Regions from separate parts of the Mus musculus genome. Here regions 1, 2, 3, 5, 6 and 7 are each linked to region 4. A link is a contact called in public HiCAR-type, HiChIP or PLAC-seq and promoter capture Hi-C data. All regions are on one chromosome and are shown on one strand. Each heading gives the region's core, a stretch centred on a gene start, on an enhancer-like site or on the middle of the called end of the contact. The rest is flanking DNA. Distances are from core to core; before and after follow the strand shown. Region 1 holds the start of Plxna4 (plexin A4). Region 2 overlaps Plxna4 (plexin A4). Region 3 has its middle 49 kb from the start of Gm32007. Region 4 holds the start of Slc35b4 (solute carrier family 35, member B4). Region 5 holds the start of Mtpn (myotrophin). Region 6 overlaps Plxna4 (plexin A4). Region 7 has its middle 120 kb from the start of Gm32007.

Evidence for each region. Promoter capture Hi-C pulls out the DNA fragments that hold promoters and counts their contacts. HiCAR-type assays count read pairs that join an accessible place to other places. HiChIP or PLAC-seq counts read pairs in DNA pulled down with a chosen protein or histone mark. Capture Hi-C pulls out chosen DNA fragments and counts their contacts.
Region 1: a promoter capture Hi-C map of embryonic stem cells shows a contact between it and region 4, with 6 times the contacts expected there. The contact joins the promoter of Plxna4 here to the promoter of Slc35b4 in region 4. A contact is called at or near these places in 8 of 39 promoter capture datasets (the 3T3-L1 cell line, 3T3-L1-derived adipocytes, the C10 cell line and 5 more), 1 of 484 Hi-C or Micro-C datasets (cortical neurons), 10 of 115 datasets of contacts at active chromatin or transcription factors (SST interneurons, T-cell acute lymphoblastic leukemia, astrocytes and 6 more) and 1 of 9 other capture datasets (adipose tissue).
Region 2: a contact with region 4 is called in a HiCAR-type map of astrocytes, with 6 times the contacts expected there. The contact joins the enhancer-like site here to the promoter of Slc35b4 in region 4. A contact is called at or near these places in 8 of 39 promoter capture datasets (the 3T3-L1 cell line, 3T3-L1-derived adipocytes, the C10 cell line and 5 more), 3 of 115 datasets of contacts at active chromatin or transcription factors (astrocytes, embryonic limb bud and neural tube) and 2 of 9 other capture datasets (adipose tissue and liver).
Region 3: an HNF4G HiChIP or PLAC-seq map of pancreatic cancer cells shows a contact between it and region 4. The contact joins the enhancer-like site here to the promoter of Slc35b4 in region 4. A contact is called at or near these places in 9 of 39 promoter capture datasets (the 3T3-L1 cell line, the C10 cell line, cranial neural crest and 6 more), 3 of 115 datasets of contacts at active chromatin or transcription factors (astrocytes, embryonic stem cells and pancreatic cancer cells) and 1 of 9 other capture datasets (embryonic stem cells).
Region 5: a contact with region 4 is called in a promoter capture Hi-C map of liver, with 4 times the contacts expected there. The contact joins the promoter of Mtpn here to the promoter of Slc35b4 in region 4. A contact is called at or near these places in 1 of 39 promoter capture datasets (pre-B cells), 2 of 484 Hi-C or Micro-C datasets (CD4 T cells and natural killer cells), 1 of 115 datasets of contacts at active chromatin or transcription factors (thymic regulatory T cells) and 2 of 9 other capture datasets (adipose tissue and liver).
Region 6: a promoter capture Hi-C map of liver shows a contact between it and region 4, with 4 times the contacts expected there. The contact joins the enhancer-like site here to the promoter of Slc35b4 in region 4. A contact is called at or near these places in 7 of 39 promoter capture datasets (the 3T3-L1 cell line, the C10 cell line, the HPC-7 cell line and 3 more) and 2 of 115 datasets of contacts at active chromatin or transcription factors (astrocytes and embryonic hindbrain).
Region 7: a promoter capture Hi-C map of hippocampal neurons shows a contact between it and region 4, with 5 times the contacts expected there. The contact joins the enhancer-like site here to the promoter of Slc35b4 in region 4. A contact is called at or near these places in 10 of 39 promoter capture datasets (the 3T3-L1 cell line, the C10 cell line, cranial neural crest and 5 more), 5 of 115 datasets of contacts at active chromatin or transcription factors (the NIH/3T3 cell line, T-cell acute lymphoblastic leukemia, astrocytes and 2 more) and 1 of 9 other capture datasets (adipose tissue).

What each region holds. Positions count from the first base shown.
Region 1 is chr6:32,586,833-32,589,532 of GRCm38.p6, reverse strand. It overlaps Plxna4 (plexin A4), which reads left to right and starts at 1,341. Exons shown (of 32, transcript NM_175750.3): 1 at 1,341-2,229.
Region 2 is chr6:32,477,891-32,480,590 of GRCm38.p6, reverse strand. The region is part of intron 3 of Plxna4 (plexin A4); the gene reads left to right. Among named protein-coding and RNA genes, the nearest start is that of Plxna4os1, 32 kb to the left of the region's middle. Within about 2 kb of position 1,285, at least 78 of the 459 cell types and tissues checked have an H3K27ac peak or open chromatin away from gene starts, as enhancers often do. A contact at or near this core is called in adipose tissue, astrocytes, liver and 1 more, where this site is marked.
Region 3 is chr6:32,705,224-32,707,923 of GRCm38.p6, reverse strand. No RefSeq gene overlaps it. Among named protein-coding and RNA genes, the nearest start is that of Gm32007, 49 kb to the right of the region's middle. Within about 2 kb of position 1,368, at least 13 of the 459 cell types and tissues checked have an H3K27ac peak or open chromatin away from gene starts, as enhancers often do. A contact at or near this core is called in embryonic stem cells and pancreatic cancer cells, where this site is marked.
Region 4 is chr6:34,175,666-34,178,365 of GRCm38.p6, reverse strand. Slc35b4 (solute carrier family 35, member B4) reads left to right here and starts at 1,312. Exons shown (of 10, transcript NM_021435.3): 1 at 1,312-1,588. The coding sequence starts at 1,512. Gm13855 (a long non-coding RNA gene) reads right to left here and starts at 1,318. Exons shown (of 3, transcript XR_868963.3): 1 at 1,144-1,318; 2 at 2-161.
Region 5 is chr6:35,538,529-35,541,228 of GRCm38.p6, reverse strand. Mtpn (myotrophin) reads left to right here and starts at 1,341. Exons shown (of 4, transcript NM_008098.4): 1 at 1,341-1,690. The coding sequence starts at 1,619.
Region 6 is chr6:32,396,015-32,398,714 of GRCm38.p6, reverse strand. All of the region lies in intron 3 of Plxna4 (plexin A4), which reads left to right. Among named protein-coding and RNA genes, the nearest start is that of Plxna4os1, 110 kb to the left of the region's middle. Within about 2 kb of position 1,419, at least 92 of the 459 cell types and tissues checked have an H3K27ac peak or open chromatin away from gene starts, as enhancers often do. A contact at or near this core is called in astrocytes and liver, where this site is marked.
Region 7 is chr6:32,779,588-32,782,287 of GRCm38.p6, reverse strand. No RefSeq gene overlaps it. Among named protein-coding and RNA genes, the nearest start is that of Gm32007, 120 kb to the right of the region's middle. Within about 2 kb of position 1,392, at least 48 of the 459 cell types and tissues checked have an H3K27ac peak or open chromatin away from gene starts, as enhancers often do. A contact at or near this core is called in forebrain, hippocampal neurons and pre-B cells, where this site is marked.

The DNA.
Region 1 (2,700 bases), core at 92-2,591, 1.6 Mb after region 4:
CTTGATTCATTGTGTCCTTCTGGTGGGAGCACTTTCAACAAGGTCCTGGGTGGTAAGTCCAACCCGACCCAAGTGTGCTACCTGCCCGGAAGCTTGTCCAACTTGTCACCTCGAAAGTCTACCGAGGGTATAACTTTGATGTTTGTGAAAACATTACCCCTATAAGAAGGGGAAGGAATTTATACCACTGTCAACCTTTTCCTAGTAAGCAGATTCTGAGAGGTTTTGGTGGGAGGGACAGTTATGCGCAGGAAGTGACTGAGGTTGAAGAAAGTGTCATGGGAGAGTGGGTCAGGAACCCCAAACCATAAGCTCCTGGAGAGGTCTTTCTTTGATGAATGGCTAGTCTTACTGAACTTGGCTGACAGAGCCATTTCCTTGAACTTAGCATGCAGAGTTGGGTAGACAAATAGGTGGGCATCCTTTTGAAAATTGTTTTATTTTTATTTATTTATTTTGGTCGTTGGGCTCATTAACTGGAGGGGGTCTTTGTAGAGATATTCTAGATAGTGCAGCCTCACCTATTTCCCTGCCTGCCAGATGCTCTCTCAATTTAAGCAACCTCTGGATTTCTTCCTTTGGGCTTCTGAAACTATTCTGATGTTGGCAATGTCTGGGTTATGTTTAGGACATGGCCCAGGACCTAGGGCTTCAGAGACAGTGAAGCAAGGTCAGCCTCTGGACAGATCAGGTTACCTAACAAGCTCTGTGGCATTGGCCATTCATTTCTGTCCTAGGACTAGAAGAAACCTTGGGTTTGGGCATCCTCTAGTGCTCTGTGTAGGATTACCTTGGTTGGTGGGGCTGGACAGGGATTCTAGGTTAGGAATGGATGTATGTTTGGCTGGTGTCTGTTAGGAACACCCAGAAGTGCCTCTGACCGCCTGCACCACATGCCTGCTTGGGAGTATGCCCCGATCCAAGTGCACTTGGTGGCACCATATATGCACCACTCTGCCCTGTGTCTCCACCGCCAGGGTGACTCGAGGAAGCCAAGAAGACCCAGGGGGTGTCTGCAAACGTCCACACTGGGGAAGAGCAGGCGGGCCAGTGGCGGCAGCGTGCGGGGAAGCGCCCCCTGCCCCCTCTGCCGGCCGCTCTACCTTGGTCTAGATGTCAGTCGCGAGCTCCGAGCCAGCTAGCGAGCCAGAGAGGGAGCGGCGGCGGCGGCGGCAGCGGCGGCGGCGGCGGCGGGCCGCGGGCGGCGGGGAGGGGAGGAGGCGAGGAGAGGGAGGGAGGAAGGGAAGCAGGGAGGGCGGGAGGGAGGAGAGGAGGACCCAGAGAGCGCCAGGCAGCTGGAGTTTTTGCAGCGCTTGGCCGGGCTTCAATGCACAGCAGCAGCGAGCCGCGGCGGCAGCAGGCAGCCCGGGAGCTCCGGCGGCGGCCGAGCCAGCGGCGGCCCCGCTCCCTGCCCCCTGCAAACTTTGCGAGCAGCCCGCCCGGGGGGCCGGGGACGCGCCTGGGAGGCTCGGCTTGGACTACGGCCGCGCTCTTGGCCGCCGCAGCGCTAGCCGCCGCCGTCGCTGCTACCACCGCAGCTCCGCGCCTCCCCGGGGAGCTGCCGGCGGCTTCCGAGGCCCCCCAGCCCCGGCCCCTGGGCACTGCCCGGCTAGTCCCCGGCCAGGGTTGGGGGCGACAGCGGCGCAGCCAGCCCCGGGCTGCCAGGGGGTGGCCGTCACTGCCCAGGGAGGCGCGCAGAGGATCGGAGAGCGCTCCCCGGCGGGTCCCCAACGTACTCGCCGCCGCGCCCGGGCAGCGGCCCGACCCGGCTAGCATGGGCGGCGCGGAGTGACGCCGCCGTGCCCGCTTGGCATCAAGGACATTCAGCCCGCGGGGGTGGGGACGAAGGGGGGCAGCCCCGCGTCGCCGCCGCAGCCCCTGAGAGCCACCGCTGTCGCTGCTTGGGCTCCGGGGCTGGATGGAAGCTAGGGGTGCTTGGAATTGATCTTCATTTCCTGACCTTTTTGTTGGACATTACGCCCACCTTGGACGCTGCAAGAGGAGCTGTCAAGCCCGGCAGGCTCTGATTTGGCCCCCTCCGTTTTTCTCTGCTGCTCGTGGCTTCCCCGTGCCTCGGTGGAGTATTTGCGTTCGGGGCTGGGGCTGGAGGAGGCAGCCACACGCGCGCACACGCACACGTTCAGAGGAGGGCGAGAGGCAGCGGTACAGGCACCATCTGCAGTGTCAATGCGGCGCTGGGGCTGAAGGAGGGAAACGCCGCGCTTCCAGGTAAGGAGCCGCCGGCCGGGCACAGGGCCAGCTGGGCAGAGCGGGCGGAGGTGGCGAGTCCGGTCCCGGAGTCCTCGCCTGCTCTGAGGCAGCCCACTACACACACACACGCACACACACACACACACACACACACACACACACACACACGCAAAACACAAATCGCGTGCGCGCACACACACATACTCACACACAGGCACACACTGCGCTCACGCACCTGCCCACGTCCCACCTGGACACCCGCGTAGGTGCATCGCAGCCGGAGCAGGGATTTCCCGTGTTCTTCTCCTCTCCGGACCTAGACTTCTCTTCCCCAGGACTTTCAGGGTGGGATTCAGTAAATGACTGACTCTCCTATCCAGCCTGGTAGGATGAGGGAACGATTTTGCTGTTTCTAGCTCCTTTCATTTCCTAACTGGTTTTTATAAGACAGGAGAAGTCATGGGAGGTCTTATGAGACCCGCCCAGTGC
Region 2 (2,700 bases), core at 36-2,535, 1.7 Mb after region 4:
TCTGTATCTTACCACCTTTCTTTGAAGCTTTGAACTCTTCACCTGCAAAAGTGCTGTCCACCCTACTCTCTTGCCTGTGACACTCTCCTCTCTTTTGTAACATCGCTCACATTGCCCCCCGGCAGAAGGACTTAGACCTTGGTGATCACCCCAACTTCTCAGTGTGTTTTGATTTCTCTGACAGCCCCTCAATTATGTGTCCTGGGTGATTCCCAGGAATGGCATTGATCAAACCGAAGGCCTTTGTTCTTGGGAATTGATTTCCTCTAATGTGACTGAAACTGACATGGGGTGGCCCTGGTGTGTTGAGATGTGAGCCTGGCCTTTCTTAGGTGACAACATCTATTTCTCATCACTTCCCATCCCCTTTAATAGCATAATATGCATTGCACTTTAGGGTGGGACCTACCTCCTAGAAATAGCTGCTTATTTTGTCCTTTTTTGCAAGTGTCAAGTCCATTCTCTTGAGTGACTTTCATGCCATCCTCCCTCCATCAGAAAGGTTTGTGGTTGCAGAGGTTGGAGCCAAGAAACCTTACTCCAGCTGAAGAACTGTCCTGGCACCATGACCCAGTGGTTGGAACCCTCGTAAATGTTTTACTCCAGGATCTGCAAACCGAAAGCCTCACTGTGACACATACTAAGAAACCTTGGGGGAACTGGTCAGCAAGTCACCAGCAGGGCAAGCCAGAAAGGGAAGCTTATCTCAGTGGAAGAACTTGAAAGTTTGCAGTTGTGACAAGTTTCCATTCTTTTCTGTAAAGGACAAGGGAGATTGTCCTCTTTGTTGGGCTTATATTATTGGCAGGAGGCAGAGCAATGGGCTCCAGCCACTTCTGCCTTCTGCCCACTGTTGTATCTATAAATACTCCACCACATAATATCCTGATGGGGTAGGGAGGGACTTGCTGGGACATGGGCCATATCTCTACAGTGAGAATGCTTGGCACTGCTTGTTCTTCATCCAGATCTTAGCAGTTCTGATCATCTGTGGACTTGCTGTGAGCCTTCAGCTTCATTGCCCAGGTCTGGGAGACCCTGGGAAGTTCAGGGTGTCCATGTCTCAGCTCCTTCAGCCTGCCACCTGCTGGCCACACTCTGGCCACTGCTCCTCATGGGCTTAGTGTCCCTCTAAGGGGAACTTTTTGCCTGCCACCTATGTTGTAGGGGCCAGTAGTGTCTGTCACTTCTCAGCTTGTCCAAGTGATGTTTCCCTGAGCACTCTGAGGCCCTGAGGCTGCTCTGCAAGATGAGATCATTGGTGCTAAATTTATCTCTGCTGACAGCCCGGAACTGGGTTCCAGGGCCCCTGCCTGGCTTGGGAGGTAGTCAGCCAGGAGGGGGATGGGTAGGTCTGCGGAATGATCTGCCCTAGCTTTTGCTGTGATCACTGTTGTCTGGTGAGAGGAGCTTTCTTTCTTCCTTAGACAATTCTTCCCGCTGTCTTTTGATCCTACGGGGTTCTCTGTATCAAGCGTTTGCTTTTCTACTCATAGCAGATCTTGGCAGCTTACAGGGTCAGTCTGAAGCTTAGGTAAGATGATACAGAAGATATTGAAAACAAAACAACACCACCACCACAATAAAACAAAAACAAGGGCAGGTTTGAGGAACCCTTTAGAGATGGGTATTTCATGTTTGGAACAATTGACCAGGATAAACATTAAAACTAACAAGCAAGAGTCAGTGAGGAAAATATTTCTGAGCAAGGCAAGATCTGGCTTTGTGCTTACAAAGACCTTTCTGTAGTCCAAGAAAAAGAAATGAAAATATGGAAAAAATTTGTTAAAAGCAAGTATGAGGGAAGGGAAGGGAATCTTAGGGGTGTGTGTGGGGGGGGAAGAGAAATGCCAGGTTGACTCCGACTGACCTCTTGGGAGATAGCAGAGGGGCTTAAAGCTAACAACTTCCTTGAGTTTCCTACTAAGCACAGGTGCTGAGAAACCCATGCCCACACACGTGGCTTTGATGCTTGGCTTATCAGACAAGGTTCGAAATGCTGCAGGTATGTCCTGCTGGGTGGTTTAAGATGGCACAGTATGTTTAAGAGTCTGGAAAATAAACAAGCAAGCAAATAACAAGGTAGGGAGTGCTGTACAAGGTGAGCCAGCACACATACGTCCTGCTTTGCTCTCCTTTGAATGCAGTCACTGGGAGCCTAACGCAGGAAGGGTAATCGGGTGGGTGACTGGGATCAGAGGGTGAGAGTTCTGCTCCCCCTGCCCCTCCCTCCATTTTGGCAAATACTTTAGAGTTCCAGGAGTTAGTAACAAGAGCTGGTGGGTCCTTGAACAAACCAGACCCCCAAGAACTCAAAGGGAAGATAGAGCTCTGCTCCCTGCCAGGGGGCTGAATGAGAGCTAACTTCTAGGTCATCCCTAGGGGTTCCAACAGAGGCAGAAGAGCTTTTCTGCTGGAAATCTCAAGTCAGTAGCCCCTTCAGGGGAGCCCAAGGACAAGGAGAGGGTGGGACCTGCCTCACCATGGACCAGCAATATGCTAGGTTCCTACTGCTGTGAATACATTTCAGGGGCTTGCTGAGTTAAGGCCAATGCTATTGTCTTACTGCCTAGAGGTCAGAATGCCACACAGGTGTCACTGGGCTAAAACTAAGGTGCTAGCAGGGCTTCCTTTCTACCTAGAGGCTCTTGAGGGCAATCTGTTTCCTGGCCTGCAACTGCTGGTAGAGGCCCTCACATT
Region 3 (2,700 bases), core at 119-2,618, 1.5 Mb after region 4:
TTAATGTATCTTACAGATGTGACCACCTCTACCCCAGGTAATGAACTTATGAGAGAAAAGGATTACATTAGAATACTAGGGCTCAGTGGGTGGGGGTCATCAGATAGTCATTTCTTGAAATATGCCATGGCAGGTTTACACCACAAAAATAGTGTTTTTGTGTGTGTGTGTGTGTGTGTGTGTGTGTGTGTTGTGTGTGTGTGTGTGTGTGTGTAAAATGAGACTAGCTAGTCTGGCTAGCAATGCCACATGATCAGATCTGCCTATCCCCCATTCTCCCTCCACAGTTCTGGAGTCACATGACCAGCTCTTAATGTGTTTGGGATCTGAAGTCAGGTCTTCATGCTTACACAGCAAGCACTTTCTTAATCAGTATACTGAACAGTCTTCCAGGCATGGGATCTTTTTTATCTTGAGAACTTGTTTGCTATGAAAACCACTCACATCCAGGCTGCACAGCCAGAACAATGAAATTCGAATCTGTGTGTGTCTGAGGTGTGATGATTTCAGAACTCAGGTAGTTTTAAGATTCAGCTAAACTTGGACCTGGGGGCACTTTCTAAGCTAACTCCTCATTTTACACAGCAGGGGGTGGGATCAAAGGTGTAGATTAAAGCTGCCCCCCACTCCCGCAAGAAAACAAAACAAAACAAAAAACCCCACACCCCCAAACCAAAAAAACTCTGGTAGCTTCCAGGGTGATTTCCAGACCCTAGGACAATTCAACTTTCTCCTACAAAGTTAAAGGATGTGCAGCCTCATCTCTGTACCATTTGGCCTCTTTGGCTCTCCCCTCTGTCCCACATTCCTTTACCTGACCCTTCTTGTTAGCTATCAAGCAGCACTTGCTAGGAACTGAGGCTCCACATAAGGCTCCTGTAGGAAACAAGAGTCCCTGCCCTTACCATGCAGAGGAGCAACATTTCCGATGGTTCAGGATTCCTCAAAGTTGGGAATTGGGCCTTCACTCCTCAAAACATCCTGGTCCTTCTGTCCCAGGGAAGCCCCTCATCTGTATACAAAAGGATGGCCAGAGAAGGCAGCGGGCCCTTCTCCTAAGAGGGGATGAGTAATGAAAATACTTTACAAAGTACTTTCACAAGCATGATCTCATTTGGGTTGATGACCCAGGGGCTCCTGAATGGAGAAAGGAGTGGGGGGCTTGGGAATTCAAATTGCATCTCCATTGTCTTGGGAAACCCTTTCCGGCAAATAGGAGTCAGCAAATCCCCACCTTCCCATCCCTCCTTCTCAGTCCAGGAGCATTTAGAACTAATTGAATCACCAGCTCAGCTAATGCAGCCTCCATTAAGACCACAATGTCCCTAGGGAGAAGCCATTGAAGATAAGTAGAAAGAGCCACACCCAACTCCAGGATCACCCCAGCCCCCCACTGCCTTAGTCATCTTAGTGCCCCATGGACCTGCCTGTCTGACCCCTTAGATGTGTGGTGGGAGGGGCTGAGAGCAGGAATAATTTATGTACTCCATTTATTTCCTTATCCCAAGGAAAAAAATGTAATCTTAGTAGAATTGATAGATATACATTCCTAATAGGTGATGTGTTTCTCTTCTTGGTTTTTCTCTTGAAATAAACTCTTTCTCTTTTGGGGAAATTGAATCACAAAGTAAATAGCTGACTGCCCAAAGGTCGGGGGCAGGGGTGGGGGGAGCTGGAAAGGTAGCAATAAAAACTTGGTGCTCTGACTTGTTAACACTCAGACAACAGCAACTTTTATCTGAGGTAGGATGTTGGTTGGGTTTACTTACTGAATTATGCTAGCCGTTGGGTGGGGTTAGGAGATGGGGTTAGAGATGGGGTGAGGGGTTAGGAGAGGGAAGCAATCACAGCAAGACAGGCAGTCCAGGTTCTGGGAGTTGTGGGTCTGATGGCCAGGGTTAGTGTGGGAATGCTAAACTCCTATGTGTAAACGAAGAGAGGGAACTGGTTAACTTGGGTCAAGTGTGCTTTATCTCCCACCAGTGTGTTGGTGTACATGCTGTAGTTCTGTAAAGGCTGAACACTTACCAAGTCCTTCCAGAGCTCTCTTTCCATGCTCAAGTCACCATGACTATATCACCATATACACACTGCACACGGCAGGGCTCCCAGGGCTCCTCTCCCATCCCCCACGCAGCTCTGTGCCAGGGATGAAAGCGTGTCTGATTTGTAAGTTGGCCTTTCAGTTTCACCTGGTCTGTCTGCGCTCCATCTCCACTGTCTGGATTTCCTGGGTGATGATAGAGCAGGCAGCCATCAGCCAAGTCAGTCCAGCGCTGCTGAGGGCCCTGGTGATTAACGGTCAGTGTTTAGGTCAGCGATGAATTCTTTCAGAGAGGTTTGAGCTTTCCCTTTTAAAAAGAGAACAACACATTTGCATGTTGCATCACAGTATCTTTTTCTGAGAAAGATTGAACAAGACAAAAAAAAAGCACACAAAAATAAAAATATTATTTGCCACCACCCAGGAACAAATACTGCAAGTGTTTCTTGCCAACTTTTTAACTAAAATGTGAAACACACACACACACACACACACACACAATACATGTATTTATATTCACACATATATCTACATAAGAGTACAGTCTCCATGATCCAAAGTGTACCCTCTTATCCAGAGTGGCTTTATTTTGGCTATATACCTATATATCTATTGTTTCACCAATAGAAGGGCAGTCTCAGAGATTAGAGTGGAGT
Region 4 (2,700 bases), core at 63-2,562:
CCTGGATGGGAGAGATGCTTTTGTGGTTGAGAGCACTGGCTGCTCTGGCAGAGAACCCAGGTTCAACTTGGAGCACTCAGGGAATGGCTTACAACCTCTGAAACTCCAGCTCTAGATCGGATGCCTTTGTCTGGCCTCTGAGCGCACCTGAAAGACATATGCTGCGCACATACAATGCTCACGTCAGCATTTAAGTGTTGAAAGGAAGCACGTGCCTTTTACCCTTCAGCTGAAGTCTTGTGGCATCAGTTACTGAGCCTCTTGGTGTTCACTCCGATTCAACAGCAATAGCAAGAAAGACTGCATGGTGACCATCAACTATGTACATAGGCCAGTGCCTTTGTGTTCTGTGTTTGTACACCTAGCAAGACCAGTTTTTCATAGATGCGATGAATTAACAGCCCTATTTCTTCCTATTATGTAAGACTAGTGCTACTGCTCAGAACTGTGCCCCTTCATACGTGTGATTGCATCAGCAGTGACACCACATGATGGGAGGCAATTTAGGGGATAAACATAAACACTCCGAAGTTTTCCTCAAGATTCACAACTAACTTGCCAGTGGCTTCCCCAACTTGTGACCCAGAGATCTCATCAGAATCCTGGCGCCTGCATGCTCTAAATGATGGTTACTGAGCACAATTTTTATTTGTGGTCCTGAACTTTGAATTTTCAATAAGCTCTAGTGCATTCTGAAATTGGGAATGTCTGTCTTTCAAAGGAGACTAGAAACAAGAACTATGGCAAAAAGAATGCCTTTTATCAGTTAAATTCAATATTTAATGAGCACCTTAAGCTGGCAAAATGCCAGCACAAGACATGTGTTCAGTGTCTCTACAAAAATCACGACATAAAGCAATACATTTACTGTATTAGTCTATTCTACAACAACTATTAGTAAGACAGGCCTATCTTCCCCTGTGATGAGAGTGGAGTACTAAGCCAATGCTCTAAACAGGCAGTTTAAGCCAAGGCTCAATCTCAAAACTTTTAGGTTCGCTGTTGTCCTAGAATTCGGTTTAGATGTTACAGGAATTTCTACATTCTCTCAGTTGCAGGTGAGTTGTTACAGATGCTAGAATACTCTAATGAGAAGTCAGTTACAGGGAGCACACAAGCTATTTCGTTGAATCCCATTCCAACCTTTATGGTACTGAACACGAACAGCATTGGGACTTCATTTCCCAGAAGGCAGTGCGACACCGACTCACGCGAGCCTTCGGGGGAAACTTGCCTGTTTTTTTCACGCCTGCCGTAAAGGCGCGCGGTCTGCTGGGACATGTAGTTTGGTTAGCCCTAGGACGCCCCCTCAAATGAATGGGACCGGGTATGACTGAGAACTACAGCTCCTGGTCTGGCCGCGTCGGTGGCAGCTGCGGAGGAAGAGTTGATCAAGACGGCCCTCAGGGAGGGAACCGCTGGCGGTGGTGATGTTGCGCGCGGATTTTCTAGGGTAGCGAACTGAAAGGGCGCTTTTTCTGCGCGCTGGCTCCCCGTGCCCCGCACCGGCCATGCGCCCGGCCTTCGCGGTGGGCCTGGTGTTCGCAGGCTGCTGCAGTAATGTGATCTTCCTAGAGCTGCTGGCCCGGTGAGTGACCCTCTCGGGCCGCGCCCGGGTTCTCGAAGCTGGTCCGGGGTTGCTAGCCCTGGCCGCCTCCCTAGTGCGCTGCACGGGATACCCACGCAGTCAGCTACTCTGCAGCCCTGGCACTCCTCCATTCGTTAGCATCCAGGTGACAGGAACATCCAGAGTGCTGCTGTCGGCATCTCCAAGCCACACTTTGGGGAGTTTGAAGCCTGGAGACTTTCTCACGTGACCGATCCTAGGTCTCTAGGAGCACCCTCTCCAACTACTACTCATCCAACTCTAGCACCTTTCGCTGACCAGTGAATGAATGACACGTGTCTGTCTGGAGCAAAACTTTTCTCACAGAAAGTTTTGTGTGTGTGTGTGTGTGTGTGTGTGTGTGTGTGTGTGTGTTGACATGTTTTGCGAAACATTTGTTTTTGTTGGTCGTAGAGATAGATGGTTGTGAGCACTTGGCTTAGACTCATATGTGAGTGATGTGGTGCAGATAACAACTGAGCTGTCACCATGGTCCCTGGGCATTTCGCACATCACAGTCTTTCGTTGAGAAGCGTGCTCTTTGAAGTGTAGATTGGGAACAGGATTGGCTTTGTGGTGTGGTGTCTTGCAAATAACGTTGGGTAACTATGTGCAAAGTTCAGTAGGCAGAAGTTAGAAAAGAGACAGGAGATGAACTGGAAAACGATTAGGACTAAACAGCTCCAGTTAGTTATTTAAGGTTTGGAGCTTCGGTCTCCTTTTTCAGACAGTTCAATACTCAGTTCAGAGTCACTAGCTACAGGTTTCTATCTATATACTGCTTAGGGCAACCCTGTGACCAAGAGTTACATTGTTTTGTTGAAAGTGAAACAGATGCAAAGTTGGGCATCTTTTCACTATTTGGAAGTGGCAGAGCAAAAATGGGCTGGACTGTATCTGTCTAAGCTCCTAGCCCAGTAACATTTCCAGATGCCTTCCATTTTTGAACTTGAGTTTTGAACATGGTGTGATGTCTGTTGGAAATTTATCCTGTTTGATACTGTTGGTTTGAATCCTTCAGAAGTAAGCAGTTTATTTATGATCAAGTCTGTATGTGTTATAGTTTGCTTTTAGAGAGCTTACCGTTTTATTAT
Region 5 (2,700 bases), core at 92-2,591, 1.4 Mb before region 4:
TTGGTCAGGAAAAGCTCCTAGTTTTTAATTGCCATCACACACTTAAGTATTTTCCACCATAGAAAGTAAATGTACATAATTCACGTTGTTGAGTTGGCAAGATGGCTCAACCAGGAAAGATGCTTGTGACAAAGCCCGATGGTGACCTAAATTCAGTCACTAGGACCTACATAAGAGTACTCTCCCACAAGTTGTCCTCTGAGTTTACACGTATGCACACTCATGCCCACATCAGTGCATCTGTACACAAGCACGTACGTATGCAATTAAAAAGAAATAAACCTACTGACACCGTTGTCTCAACTACGTGTTGAAGATTTCCTTCTGAGAAAAAAAAAGTTTTATTCTTTCCTTTTTATTTCCTTCTGGTGGATGTCCCAAAGAAACTGCATGGTTGAGGAAAGGGAGAAGAAAGGCCAAGAGTGGTAGTGGGAGAGAGAGGAGAAAAGACCAAGGGAGAGAGCCCCACCCAGCCACTGATGTATGAGAATAGGAATAGAGTTTGATGCCTAAAGGTAAAACAAACCAGTAGGTCCCACACGTATGCACTCAACAGGAAGCGCTAAGTGGGTTCAGAGAGCTCAACACAAGACCCGAGCACTGCTGCAGAGATGGCTCAGAGGTTAAGAGCACTGGCTGCTCTCGCAGAGGAGCCCGGCTTGGTTCCCAGCATGGCCCATATGAAGGCTCACCGCTGTCTGTATCTCTAGCTCTCTCAGATTTTATGCTTCCTCTTGCCTCTTCGGGCACTCGCACACATTGGTTCACATAAATGTATATATTCTGTCAAAACTATCATACACGTAAATGAAAATTTGGTTTTTGGTTTTTTGTTTTTGGTTTTGTTTTAAGAAGAGAGGTCACATAAAGTTGTGAAGGAAAAGTAGTGGTGAAGTGGAGAAGGGATTCAGGAATGAATTTGTTCAAAACATACTATATGCATAGATGAAAGTCTCAATAAAAATGTTTTGAGAGTGGGTTGGTTTTTTGTTTTTCCTCTTTTACTAGTTTAAAGTGGGATAGTAAGAGAGAGAGAATCTAAACACATTATTATTATTATTATTATTATTATTATTATTATTATTATTATTAGTTATTTTTAGAATTATTAGAAAGTGAGCCCTGGAAACTAACGTTCCCCTCTGTCGTGGAACTGGAGTGTCCTACTCCCATCCAACACCTCCCCAGGTTCAGCCCCTGATTTTCCTGACCTCCAGGAACATTCTACTCAGCCTCACGGCCCCGCCCATTGGAACCACGCCTCTACTCTGCCTTGGCCGGCCAGGATAATGCGCCTGCGCAAAAGTGGCTCTCCTGAGGTAAGCAGTCGGGGCGGGGTCCCGAGCAGAGCTTTCTGGAGAGAGGAAGAGGAAGAGGAAGTGGGAGGCGGGCCCTAGCGGGGCGTGAACCGGAAGTGTAAGCGTCCTGCTTCTCCTCAGCTAGGCGGAACCTGCTCTGCTGGGCCCAACGGCTGCAGAAGAACTTTCTCCCGCCCGAACCGTAGCCGCGACCCGCAGTCTCGCCCGCTCAGCGGCCTGAGGCGCGTCGCTTTCTCGTGTCCCCTCGTCGGGCCTAATCGCCGCTCCTGCCCGGCCCGCCGGCCCACCCCGCTGCAGTCATGTGCGACAAGGAGTTCATGTGGGCCCTGAAAAACGGAGACTTGGATGAGGTGAAGGACTATGTGGCTAAGGTGAGCGGGGATGCGCGGCGCTGATGCTGCGCTGCGGCGGGGTGGGTGGTCGTGAAGCCCAGGGCGTGGGGGACACCGGGAGCTGGGCCAGCTTGGGAGACTCGTGGACGCCGCAGGGCCTGGATCTGGGTGGCTCCTCGGTGCCAGGTAACCGCTGTGTTGTTGCTAAGGCGGCTGTGGCCTGTCCCAGCCCCGCAGGTAACGGGCGCCTGGTTGTCTCCCTCGATCGGCACGGGCCGGCCCTCTAATACCCCGGGTACTGCAATCTTTGAATGAGGCATTTCTCCATCTTGGCCTCGCACCGGGTTCCTGAGAAGGAAACCCGAGCAGTTCGAATCGGGAACGATTTCCTGAACGTGCGGCCTGGTGGAGATGGGGAGGATTCAGAGGATCCGTCACCCGTGAAATGAGCTGCCCCAAAATAGCCATAGTTAAATTTCTGAAACTTGGTGTCACTTCGCTCTGAAAGTCTTTAACTTGGGTGTGGCCTTTTTCCTCTCCACCACCACCACATAATATGTGTATGTGTGTGTATCGTTTGCTTCGAGTGGTAAGGTTGCCATTTGGCATCTGGGGTGTTGGGAAATCGGAGTAGTTTTCAAAAAGCCTTTTAACTTGGGGTACTCCATTATTTCATCTGAAGTCCGCGCGCGTGTGTAGTAAATAGTACTGCAGTCTGATCACGCTATGTTTGGGATATGGTTAAGAAACCCAAATTCAAAACCATACTTGGAGGTACTTGGAAAGTTCTGACCTGGCCTGCCTTTGGGTCTTAAATTGCTCCTTTTGTAATTGTAAGGAGAACTTCTATAGTTTTATTATTATTATTATTATTATTATTATTATTTTCCGAAAGTAGAATTTTGTGACAACTGTGAACATCTTGGTCCTCTTCAAAAAGTGTGAGCCTGCGGTCAAGATTTTAAATCTTAAAAGGTGTGAGCGGTGGCATCCTGCCTCACAGGACTTGTTTTAGGAAACAGGCAGAAGCAGGTTGATTGGTTGGTTAG
Region 6 (2,700 bases), core at 170-2,669, 1.8 Mb after region 4:
ACTCCAACATAGTTAATATGCTTTTGTATATGTGTATATGTATGTGTATATGTGTATATGCATATGCATGTGCTCTTGTGTGTGCAGGTGTATATGCACATATGTATATGTGTTGTGTGGAGGCCTGAAGACCACTTCATATGTTGTTCCTCTGAAACTATCTACCTTGTTCATTCACTTTTTTTTATCTCTCCCTCTTTGCCCTGCTCTCCATCTCCAGAGTCTCCTATTGGCCTGGTAGTTGCCAAGTAGGTCAGGCTGGCTGCCAGCAACCCACAGCGATCTGCTTGTCTCCACTTCCCCAATGCTGGGATTATAAGCATATGCCACCATGCCTGGCTTTATGTCACATGTGTCCTAGGGTTCAAGCCTTATCTTTTAAAGAGGAGCTCTTTGCCGACGGAGCCATTCCTTTAGCCCCTCTGCTAAGATGCTTTAACACAAAGTACCTTTTTTACTCAAAGACATCTCTAAGTTGAGTGTGAAAAAACCTTTTGTAGTGCATTAAACAATGAGCCTGCTCAATTCCACCATATCTCAAATGGTGGGTATCATACTCAAAACTACTCGGTGGGGGGTGTGCTTTTCGAGAATGCAAAATTCTCACTAAGTAGGTCTTGGGTGACACATGAGATTGGGCATTTCTAATGCGCTCCGAAGCTCTGGGTACTTGAACCATATACTGAGTCTAGACTAGACCGAAGTATGGTCTGTGAACAATGTGTTAATGGTCTGTTCAGGGCAGATATCAGAGGGTGAAGACTTGGAAATGCACACAGCACTTCGATATTGTTCGGGATCAGGGGGTATGCCCAATGAATTTGCATGCTGTCATTTGCTATTTTATTTTTTCTAGTCATTTGCTTGGTATTTGACAAATGTATCCTTCTACGAAAGACTGGAAAATTTTCACCAAATGGCTCTCTACCACAGAAAGTTTGAGAAGCCTCGGGTTAGAGAATACCTCTGAGACTTTCAGATGTTCTGAGCTCCCGGACAAAAGTACCCTGTCTAGGGCAACATATCCTGGAGACGGTAATCCCTGCTAAGGATTTCCAGCAAGGTTTTTGGCATCATCCCATCTCCCCCTGTTTTCCACGCTCAGTTCAGTGTTTCCTTTTCTGAGGCAGAATTCCAGTGATCTCAGACAAAGGTTAAGCTTATCAGGAGGGCTGTGCCAGGAAATGCCAGGAGACTGGGTGCCAGGTCACCTGTGTGCAAAGCCCTGAGGTGCCATCCCAAACCTGGGCAGCTCACTCTCTCCCTTCCCAGCGGGCTCTCCTTCTACTGTGGCAACCATCTGCCCCACTTCTGAGAGAGAGAAAAAACAGGCTGAAAAACAGGCCCAGAGAAGGCTTCCTGCCCCACTGGCTGGAAGGGGAGGGCTGGGTTAATGAAGCCAAGTGCAGTTATGAGGGGAACCGGGCCAGCTGGAGCTCTCCCAGGCTTGACCTGCAGTCCTTTGGCAGGACCCGGGCTGCTGGGGGAGTGGCTAGAGACAAAAACATAGTCTGGTTTTCTCTCAGCAGAGGAGGTCTTTGTTGCTCTTGGACTACTGTGAGCTGTCAGGCATACTGGCCAGCCCTGGTGGGATGACCCCGGGGAGTGAGGACTGGCAGGACTGGCGGGTCTTCTTTCAAACTTGCCTTCTTCCTCCCATTCTCCAGCCTTGATGTCTGGTCCTGAGTGGAAGAGCTGATAGACCCTTCTAATATTTAGTCATTCAGCCAGCCAGTCAGTCAGTCAGCCAGTCAGTCAGTCAGTCAGTCAGTCAGTCAGCCAGTCAGTCAGTCAGTCAGTCAGTTGTTGGTCAATCATCTAGGCTTTTTGTTTGTTTGCTTGCTTTGTTTTGTTTTTTGAGACTGAGTCTCACTAAATAGCCCAGGCTGCTCTTAAACTCACAATCCTTTCTCCATCTTCCCAAGTGCTGAGATTGCTGTTGTACACCACTGTGCCCAGCTTTCATTGCCTGTCAATAGACGGGGTTCTTTTTGCCTTTCTCTTCTGAGCTTCAGGGAATCCCCTACATAGAGCCGCTTCATGGATGATCTCACAATCTTTACTAAATGTTAATTAAAGTACAATCACTCAGAGAGCAAAGGGATCAGTGGTGAATAACTATGCTCCAAATGATCTCACATCATTTGCAGATCAACCACTCCAGCATTCAAAACTGATATGATGTTGATCAGGCCCAGGTTTAGTTGAGGGGTTAGATTTTGATGTGTGCTTATGATTTATTGGATGATCCTACACTGCTTCATCCTTCAGTTTGTGTAATTTGTGAGTGAGGTATCATGTTGGTCACAGGAGGATGTGCCATTGAGAAACTCGTGTGTGTGTGTGTACACATGGGTGTGCATCTGTGTACGTTCATGCTTTCCCCCTTTTATATAAAAAGAGATTCTACATATGGTGGTGCTTCTAGTGTTTTTTTCCAGTGAAGAAGATGAACGTTGCTAGCTTGTGGTTACAACCAGACAAAGGAAAGGTGATTGGACTAACTGGGGGTGGTGTTCTGCTGTACTAGGCAAGAACACATGTAAAATTGGTGTCAGCATGAGTGTCTGCCCGCCCAGCTCTAGAGGCTGGTATAGCTGTGAGCCTCCTGTTCCCTCTGGCTATTTAGAACTCAGGTCACTACCCAGCTTTACTAAACCAGTTCCTGGGGTTAGGTGTGATGCACAGACCCAGGGTCAT
Region 7 (2,700 bases), core at 143-2,642, 1.4 Mb after region 4:
GCACAATCAATGTGAGCAACTCTATTAAAACAGGACATATGTGACATCTGATCTATGAGTCTCCTACCTGGCACATTCAAGTAGCACAAGTCACGACAGCTAGCTTGCAAATAGAAACTGGAAGGGTAGGAAGACCGAGGTGTATGGAATATTATACAGTCACGCACAGTAATACAAATGGGTGGACTATGGCTACACACATACACACAGACGATGCTGTTGAACACAAGTCCACTGCTGGAGCTGAGAACAGAGCTCGATTGGTAGAGTACTTACTAATATGCTTTAGGCTCTGGGTTTGAGCCGTAGCACCGTATGAAACCTAGTGATGCACACCTGTAATCCAGCACTTTGGGCATGAAGGCCAGAGGATCTAAAGTTTCTTACCCTTGGCTACACAGCTAAAGCCTGGGCTATGTGAGATGCCCCCCCCCCCAAAGAAAAGACAAACTCTGTAGATTTGTGGGTAGTGTGGGTAAAGGATGCTTTTGTAGCAACTCTATTTCAAAACCAAAAATCATCACTAATGAATAGCAATGACCTTACTGTGTGTGTGCAGTTTCCATCCATGGGAGTAAGGGGATGGGGCTCCAGGTCCTGCTGATGGTTCAAGTCTTTGAGTACTCAGTCTGTTTGCTTGAGGTCTCACTACTCTCTAGGGCTGTCTTGGAACGTCTGGATTTTATGAGTGTGAGCAATTCCCTCCCCCCTGCCCAGCCTCCCGAATAGCCAAGGTCACAGACATGCATTTCCATGCCTGGCTGGTATATTTAATTTCTAATAATTTGTTGAGATTCATATTTACAGCTTACATTTTATGATAACAAGGATTGAAAATAAATATGCACAAGTTTGGGTTGTTCCTACATCAAGGATTGCCACACTCGATGACAATTTCAGTAAGCCCTGCTCCAAGCCATCTCTCTGCACAGAATATTTATGTCCACCACCTCCCGTCCCAGTAATCCTATTATTCCCATTTTCAGATAGGGAAACTGGGGCTTGGAGTTTACATAATTTGTTCAGAGTCTCACAGCTCGTAAACTGGACCTTAATCCTTCCCTCTGCAGAAGGCTTTCTCCCACCTACTTTCAAAGTCCCCTTTTGCGCAGCCCAGCCTGGTTCTATTCTATAGCCCTTGAGAGTTCCAATTGCTTAAACGCCGCTCCCCTGCCCCCCACCTCTTGTCTAGTACGCGTTTGTAGAGTATAATTCTGTGGGCCGAACCAATCGAAGCCCCTACTCTTCCTCACCTTACCCTCTGTCATGAGTGCTGCAGCAAACTTCCTGAGGTTTCAGGCAGAGGGAAAATGACTGCAGAGCCTCCAGCCTGTGGCTGATGCTAATTTTGCTCGTTGGGGTCTGTCAGACAATTTCCCTACTTCCTTTTTTTACTTCCCTTGAGTTCCAAGACATCTGTGCGACTGCGTGGAGCTCCCTCCCTCCTCCTGCCACCCAGGAAGCCAGAGACTGAGAGGCGGCTGAGCTGTGCGCCCACTGTGTCTGCCACCGGAGGGTGTCCCAGGTGCAGCCACTCAGCGGGCCCCAGGTGGGCCACTGGGGTACCGGGCCCAGAGCCCAGCCGTGCTAAATAAAGCTCTCAGGGCCACGTGCCTGCTAGGTTCTCAAGGTCTTCTGAGGTGAAAGATGGGAAGGAATGTAGCAGTTGGGCTGGAATTTTCCGCCTCTACTCTAGCAATTTGTTACTGGTGTATTGGTTTTCGAAGCTAGGCTGCTCAATAACACAGATACAAAGCAGCCCCGAGTAGGGCTGCGTGAAATATCACCAGCGCAGCTTCGGCCACCTGCCTTCAGAAGGAAGGAAGGAAGGAAGGAAGGGAAGGAGGGAGGGACGGAGGGAGGGACGGAGGGACGGAGGAAGAAGGACGAAAAGAAAGAAATCGAAGTCCCATAAATCTATACATTTTTCCTGCGTAATTGTGACCACAATCTCAAGTTGTCCTGAACTGCTAATTATTTGTACCTAGCCTTCAAACCTCCCCAACCTATTCCTTACTCTTGGAACATTCTGTTGCCCAAAATGCCACCATCTTCCTGTTGCCCGAGCCTGGCTGTCCATGGATTTCTCCTTCACCCTCTAATGCCCCCAGACTTCTAGAACAATCTATTTGGCCCTGACAGCCTTTTAGAGTCACGAGAACATAAGCCAATCCTTTGTTTTATAGACAGCTTGAAGACACATAAATAATGTCCTATGTGAGGATTACAGGGCACTAAAAAGGTTACAGGCAGTCTATAATATCCTACAGGGAAATCTCTATAAATCTGTAGGGGGTGGGGTGAAGGGCCAAGCTCTTCCGGTTCTTTCCATAATCTCTCGCTGCAGGGTGCAATAAATACTGTTCATTGTCACCTCCCTAAAAGTTAACACTTTCCCTCCTGACAGATCTTGAGTTTGTGAGGGTGACTAAGTCTCTTAGGAAGCAACCACCTTTCCCCAACCCAGCAAAGAATCTTCATTACGATTCTAAGCCAAAATGGTAATTCTACTTCCCTTGCCAGTGATTGGCTTGGGGCCGTGCATGTGATATTATGCTAGCCAATGAGGAGGGAGGGAAGTCTGCCTCATGTTTCTGGAAATGTTAAAAAAAAAAAAAAGAGGTGTGAATGAGGTTGGAGTCTATTTCCTCTCGTGGCCACAGACATCACAGCGTGAGTATACAAGATCTGTGCTTCGGT